Regions from separate parts of the Ovis aries genome. Here region 1 is linked to region 2. Evidence: chromatin contacts called from public Hi-C data. All regions are on one chromosome and are shown on one strand. Each heading gives the region's core, a stretch centred on a gene start, on an enhancer-like site or on the middle of the called end of the contact. The rest is flanking DNA. Distances are from core to core; before and after follow the strand shown. Region 1 holds the start of SNRPB (small nuclear ribonucleoprotein polypeptides B and B1). Region 2 holds the start of NOP56 (NOP56 ribonucleoprotein).

Region 1 (3,192 bases), core at 204-2,703, 140 kb after region 2:
TTTCTCAAGTGTTTACTAAGCATAGTAGAAAAGCTTTTGTATACACAAATATATACATAAATAGTATGTATAATATAATATATACATATTTTATAAAACTTGTGAATTTTTGCCTAAATAAAATATTTGACATTTTGATTCCACTTGTTTAACTTAGCCTTAATAGAATTCTAGACTTCTAATTTATATTCACTTAAAATTCTGAAATACTTCCATGTATTTTGGCATCTAGAAAAAAAGTCTTAAAAGTTTATTATCTTAGTGATAAAAAAAATTTGAATTAGGCTTGACACTTCTAATTCAATTCTGAATATATAAAGAAATATGCTGCAAAAAAAACAAGAAAATTAGCGTGTAATATAGTATTACTAACTAAAGTATAGATTTTGTCCAAATCTCAAAAATACAAAAAAAATTATGGAAATTCAAAATATAAAAAAATTAAAACATTAATTTTCTTTTTTGTGTCTTTACCTGAATGGTCATATTTTCTGTAATGCATTGGAAATACATTTTGTGTGTGTGTGTTAGGACATTTTAGTAAAGGTTATCATTGAAAAAAAAGTCATGGGACTGGATGGGAGTGACTGATAAATTCATTCATTCAAATATTTATTAAGCCCTTGTTATGTGCTAAGCAGTGTTCTAGGCACTACAGCAATGAACAATGGACAAAGAAAAATTCATATCCTTTGAACTCACATTCTAATGCGGAGGGATAATAACACACATACAGTATGTTAGCAATCAGTGTTAAGGAGAAAGGTGTTAATAAAACAGGGATGGGTGGGAAGGTTTCAGTTTTAGAAAAGGACGGCCAGGAAAGCCCTCAGTGGGAAAACGTTACTTGAACTTAATTCATGAAGGTGAGGCTGTCAGCCGTGCACATACATGGACGACTAGCATTCTAGGCAGAGGCAACAGCAAAGGTGCTGTGCAGAAGCAGGTCGAGTAAGTTCACGGAAAAGCAGGGACTGTGGCTGTAGACAAGAGATGAAAGTGAAAGTCGCTCAGTGGTGTCTGACTCTGCGACCCCATGGGCTGATACAGTCCATGGAATTCTCCAGGCCAGAATATCGGAGTCAGTAGCCCATCCCTTCTCCAGGGGATCTTCCCGACCCAGGAATCAAACAGGGGTCTCCTGCATTACAGGCAGATTCTTTACCAGCTGAACTACCACGAAAGTCCTGTAGACAAGAGAGCCGGGATAAAGTGCTGGGAGATGAGGACCGAAAGTTAACGGGCTGGGACGCGGGGGAATGGGTGGTGAAGGTGAAAAGGAGCAGCTCTAAGTACCGACTGAAGCCGGGAAGCAGTCCAACAAAGAGGATCCGAAGATAGCACCGCCCAAAGTTCCGCCCTGCCCTAAGCTCATAACTCAGCGCCTCGGCCGGAACTCAAGGCCCAACTCCGGGACCGGAAGCAGCTTGCTACCCGACCCCATTTTCCCTGCGGTTACATTTCCGGTAGCGGCGGCGGGAAGCGAGTTACTCGCGGGCTTCTAGGCCTCCACGAAGACGAATCCGGCGGGAATCTGAGCCATCAGAACCGCCACCATGGTGAGGAGGCGCAGACCAGCAGCACGGGAGCTCCTGAGCCTCTTGTGGGGTGGGGATCGCGATTAACCAGGAAGGAGGTCATGGGTTGGCCGCTCAGGGGGTGAAGGCCCGGGCCGCGGCGCCTCCGTCTGCGTAGGAAAGACTCACACCGTCGTCCCTCGGTGGACTGGGCGAGGGGGTCCGGGGTGGGGGGTGGGGTAGAAGGCTGGAAATAAGGGACCGAGGCCAGAAGTCGCTTGGTACGCGCGAGGTTAGGGCTGGGTCTCTCCAAGCCGCTGTGGGATCCCACAGGCGCTGAGTAAACTTTGCGGCATGTATGTGTGTAGGGGGCTTCTGAGCAAGCACTAGCGCCGTAGAAGGACTGAGTAAGACCGAGTGAGAGGCTCAGACTTGTGAAGGGTGAGGGTCCGAGGAGTTGCGGAAAGACGTGGAAGGACTTGTGGCCGGAAACAGTGTTGATTCTGGTAGATGGGGAGGAGGGAACGGAGGATGAGTGAGGGAGGAAAAGTTTAACTCTTTTGTTCAGCATTTATGCTTGAGTACGCCTGACTTTTCAGGCCCTGGGGCTACACAATGAAGTGTTTCCTTTCTTCACTGCGTTCACTCTTATTTGGAGACACGGGTAACATAATTCGGAGTGGTAATTCAGCGTTAAGTAAAAGTAACGGCGGGGAGCGAGATAAGAATGTTTTCTAGACTCGGTGATCCCTGTCAGAGTCCTAAGACTCGGGCGAAAATGGGAAAGAATGGTATAGATCCGAAGGACTGCAAGAACAAAGCGTGAAGGGTAGCATTGTTGAAGATTCTTAGAGGGGAAAGGGAAGAATGTTGGTGGGAGGAAATGGCGGGAATCTGGTTATTAAAGGCTTTACATGCTATTTAATTTTGTTAGTGGTAAGGGATGCCATTGAAGGATTTTTAACAAGCAAAAGGACACGTACTTATTTGTGTTCAGAAAGATAACTGTTAGGTAGCTGTTATATATCGGGTGAACCGGAAGCAGGGTGTAGTTTAGAGAGTTGGTTAGAAAAGTAGGCACTGGATTCAGGCTCACTAGCTTTCAGCACAGCTTGACCTCTTACAGCCATGTGACCTCATCTGTAAAGTCTGATTTTAAGGATTAAATGAGATAAGTAGTGCTTGTGGCAGTGCCTGCCAGTCAGCGCCCAGTGCGAATTAGCTGTAGAAGACAAATGGAGCTGTAAATGTTACTGTAAAGGTTCAGACACGAGTGGTTAGAAGCTGTGGTTACAGTTTGGTTAAAATGGTCATGTAAAAGAAACTGCACCGCATAACTTGAGTCTCCAGGGTAACAGGAGTCAAGATTCTGATCCATGCATTTGTACGTTCAGAAAACCTGTGTTTGTTCAACCTCACAGAGATGAATAGCAACCACAGTGCCTGGTACCTCAAAGGCTCTTGGATGAGTTAAGACTGGTCAAACTAATGGGAGGCTGATATAACAAATGTTTATTCATAGAGATGTAACTGCCAAGGGCACTTGACAGTCCTCTTGTGAGGTCTGTATACTCTATTTTAGCACAACTACATTTGAAGCCAGGCTGTGAAGGAGAAAAGGTTGTTGGGTTAAGGAGTATAGCAGCTTGTATATTCTCATTATGTGTTCAAACTC
Region 2 (3,589 bases), core at 651-3,150:
CAAGACCTTGTTTCTCAGGTCACCCCTGCACTTTACCTGACACGCATGGAGAAGGTATTGATATCCTTATCCAGCTGGTCCAGGAGGCTAATGGACTGGATAATCATATTGTCCACTCGGTTCACATTAAACTTAACTTTGGCACGAGAATAGCTGTGTCCCAGCCCCAGTTGGGCTTTACAAGCAGACAAATCGGTCAGACCTTTCACCAGGTTGTGGAAGTGCAGACGAACTCCTAGAAGAGGGTGAGACTGTGAGTAAGGAAAGGCTCTGAGCTAGTACCTGCATGCATAGGTACCAGACAAGCAGGAGGGCTTCTAAAAAGCAACCCGCTAGGTTTCCAGAACCACCGCCCCCTCACCAGCTCCAGATTTCAAAACTGTCTCACCTCGAAGGATCTCGGCTATGACACCTCCAGTCTGGCAGTTGTACCCTAACTCCTCTTGTATAGCCGCACCTATCTTGGGGTCCCCAACCCCCAGAAGTACTTTCTTCTTTTTGGGTGGCAGGTGAGTCTCCAAGAGCAGGCGGAGGTCCTCATGAACAACACCTCAAGGCAAAGAACAGAGCTCCCACTAACATGCTGAAGGACGTTTAAATCGTAAAAAGAGATCTTGTCACCTCAACTGCTGATCAGTGAGACTGATCTTACAGAGTATGCTAAGATGGCCTGTGCCTAGAGCCCTCCTCTTACTCAGAGGCTTTGCTCAGAGACATGGAGACATCAGTGATTACACTCACTCAGGGGATTGACAGACTCAAGTCATCACTGCAAAGCCAGCATCAACCATAGGAGAACAGAACTCAGGCCCCATAACCTAAGTGTAAAATATATTATTGAAAGCTTGAAACACACCCTGGAGCACAATGGATGTATTTAGTACCAGATCTGCCTTCTGGGACTAAAACTTCCTCCAGGCTTTTGGCATCAAAATTGCCCTTTGCAATCAACTGAACAAACTAGCAGAGAACCACATTTGATTGGATCTACCATTATACCAGCCCCTCAACCCCAGCCTGATTTCACTTAAAAATCATTACTACAGTGCCTACAAGAAATAAAGCGTACATCCTAGGTTGTTAAAGGGTTAACAGTAGCAAGAACTACATCTAGGCTCATCTCTCTACAATATTTAGTGGCCAACTCACCTTCAGACACAGCGTTGGCATTTTCCAAGGCAACTTGGGACGAGGAAAAGGGACAAAAGGCCACAAGACGAACGATGTTGTGGAATTTGCCAAGGTTCAGCACGCACTCCTCCACCTGGGGGGAGAAAGGTGATATTCTTCCCTCCCTCTTGCCTCTAGGGGGCAGTAAAGCAGCAGCAGCTCTTGGACCTGAAAGCACTCTTAGGACCAACCGAACACTAAAAATGGACAGATCATGGGTCCCAAATCCCGGTTCCGCTTCATTGGTATGGGGTGGAATCTGGGAAGCTTACTTTTTAATGCTTCTAACGCAATTCTAATCACGAATGCAAGTAAGGACCACCTACTTTGGAACTGTCAGGCCCAGCGCACCTCCCAACGCGCGGCCGGCCACGTGGGAGCACGCGGTGCATGCTGGGGCCCGCGCGGCCCGAGGGGCTGCGGAGCCGCTGGCTAGCCCACCATGTCCACCCACCTGCGGCAGCAGAAGGCTGATCTCCTCCACCTCCTTCAGCGCCAGAAGCGCGTAGCCGACCGCGTGCTCGAAAAGCACGTGCAGCAGCACCTGAAAAGGGAGCCGGGACACCAGAGTAAGCGCTTATCTCACGTTTGCCCAGCCCCGTCCCCGGGGAAGGCCCTGGTCCCGGCCCACGCTCCAGCCCAAACCCAGGCCTAAACCACGGCCTCCACCTCGCCCGCAACCTACAACCACTCCTCACCATGGCGCTCGCTCCTAGTCCGGCTCGCACTGTGGCGAGCGCGCTCTGGCGCGCGGAACCGGGCTCCAGAGGCCACGCCCCCGCCTCGTCGGCCAATCGGAGGCCGGGGACGGTACCATCCCTTTCCTCGGGAGGGGTCGCCCGGGGTGGTACGGCCCGCAGGCGGGGACAGGGGCGCGAGCGCCTGCAAGTCGGCCTTTTCCGGTCTCGGCTGCGGCGTGGTTGCTTGGTACGCGCCGGCCGGAACGGACCCTGCAGGCTGCAAAACGGTTTGGAAAGGCGCGCTTTTCTGGTTCATTCACTCTTGTTTTCATCCTGTAAATTACAGGCAGCAGAGCTTGGTGGGATCCGGGCTGGAGGCCCCCGCACTGATCGCGGCCACACTTCAGAGCAGAAACTGTTGCGGAGCCCAGTCTCCGCAGCGCTAGGCATCTCAGGACCTAGGCCCCGCCCCACGTCCCCAGGATACCAGGACCCGCTGCGTCCCCACCCAGCAATAGGGGTCTACCCTCTGCCGGGCCAGGGTTCTGCGCTGGCTTTCCTCATCACTGGGGCGGAAGCTGGGCCTGAGGCGCTGGCGCGGACTTTGAAGTCGTGATTCCCATTGCTGACTTGGTGCTTTTCAGTTTTATTTTTAAAAATAAAGGCTTCAGGCGCTGAAGTAGGAAAGAAAGATGATTCCCATCTTTTTCCGGTTCGGTTTATTGTTCCCTGCTTCGGCAGAACCTTCCTTCTGCGGGGCCAAGTGTCACTCGCCCTGGTGCACTGCCCAACTTAGTACCCTGTTAGTTCCAAGTGAACGGGAGCTGCTGTCGTGTCCTCTGGGCAGCTTTAAGGCACTCAGGAGACTGTTTTGAAATTATTGATACTTTTGCTTTAATAATGTCTGAGTTACAAGTCCAAAACCTGGTTACCCCAAAATGGTATATGTTGGTAAATTAAAAATAAATCATCTTAAGGGGGTTTTTACAACTTAAAATTCCCACAACTAGCGTGCATTTATAAATTCAAGGTATTTTCTAAAGCAGTTCAGTTATTTGACAAGATTCAAGTACTGAGCTCTTAAAATCTAGTAGATTAAATTTTAATCATAAATCTTAATATCATAGTCTTAATATTGCTTACATGTGTGCTTACATTTTGTTGCCTGTATCCACTTACAATCGTGAGTTCAGACTCCATCTCATGTTTTTAAAATGGAATTGGATCAGTTACTCCATCTCATGTTTTAAAATGGAATTGCAAAATTAATCTGTTACATGAGAATGTTAAAGCATTATAAATGCCACATTAAATAGAAGTTTCCAAAATATATTGGAACATATTAATGCTATGACTGATTTACTTGATTACTTCTATACTTAATCCTAAATATTCCTGGGTTACAGGTGCTTGTCTACTAAAGTAGGGAATTTCAGAGGAGGAGAGGTTGGAATCTATTAATCGGTTTGCAGAATTAATTTAGACAGTCTTGGCCAGCATTAAAAAAGTAGGATGAAAAAATAAGGAAATACTAGTCCATCACATAGAGTAAGGAGTATTGATTTGTAAACTTTTTGTTTTAAACAAATATATATATATACCATATATATGTTATGTATATGCACATTTCTGTGGATTATGTACCAAAAGCCTGAGAGTCACTGAGCTGAAAGTTTACCTCATGGCTTTAGATAGATTTGAGTCCTCTGGTTATAAAGGAACTGTGTTAAAGCAGTTTG

The links. Hi-C and Micro-C count contacts between places; a contact is called where the count stands out from the background.
Region 1: a Hi-C map of hypothalamus shows a contact between it and region 2, with 2.5 times the contacts expected there. The contact joins the promoter of SNRPB here to the promoter of NOP56 in region 2. A contact is called at or near these places in 7 of 16 Hi-C or Micro-C datasets (blood, hypothalamus, liver and 3 more).

Annotation. Positions count from the first base shown.
Region 1 is chr13:52,392,179-52,395,370 of ARS-UI_Ramb_v3.0, forward strand. SNRPB (small nuclear ribonucleoprotein polypeptides B and B1) reads left to right here and starts at 1,454. Exons shown (of 7, transcript XM_015099749.3): 1 at 1,454-1,559. The coding sequence starts at 1,557.
Region 2 is chr13:52,250,885-52,254,473 of ARS-UI_Ramb_v3.0, forward strand. NOP56 (NOP56 ribonucleoprotein) reads right to left here and starts at 1,901. Exons shown (of 12, transcript XM_004014385.5): 1 at 1,869-1,901; 2 at 1,625-1,714; 3 at 1,150-1,264; 4 at 389-550; 5 at 37-235. The coding sequence starts at 1,871. LOC114117669 (small nucleolar RNA SNORD110) reads right to left here and starts at 775; the gene lies at 704-775.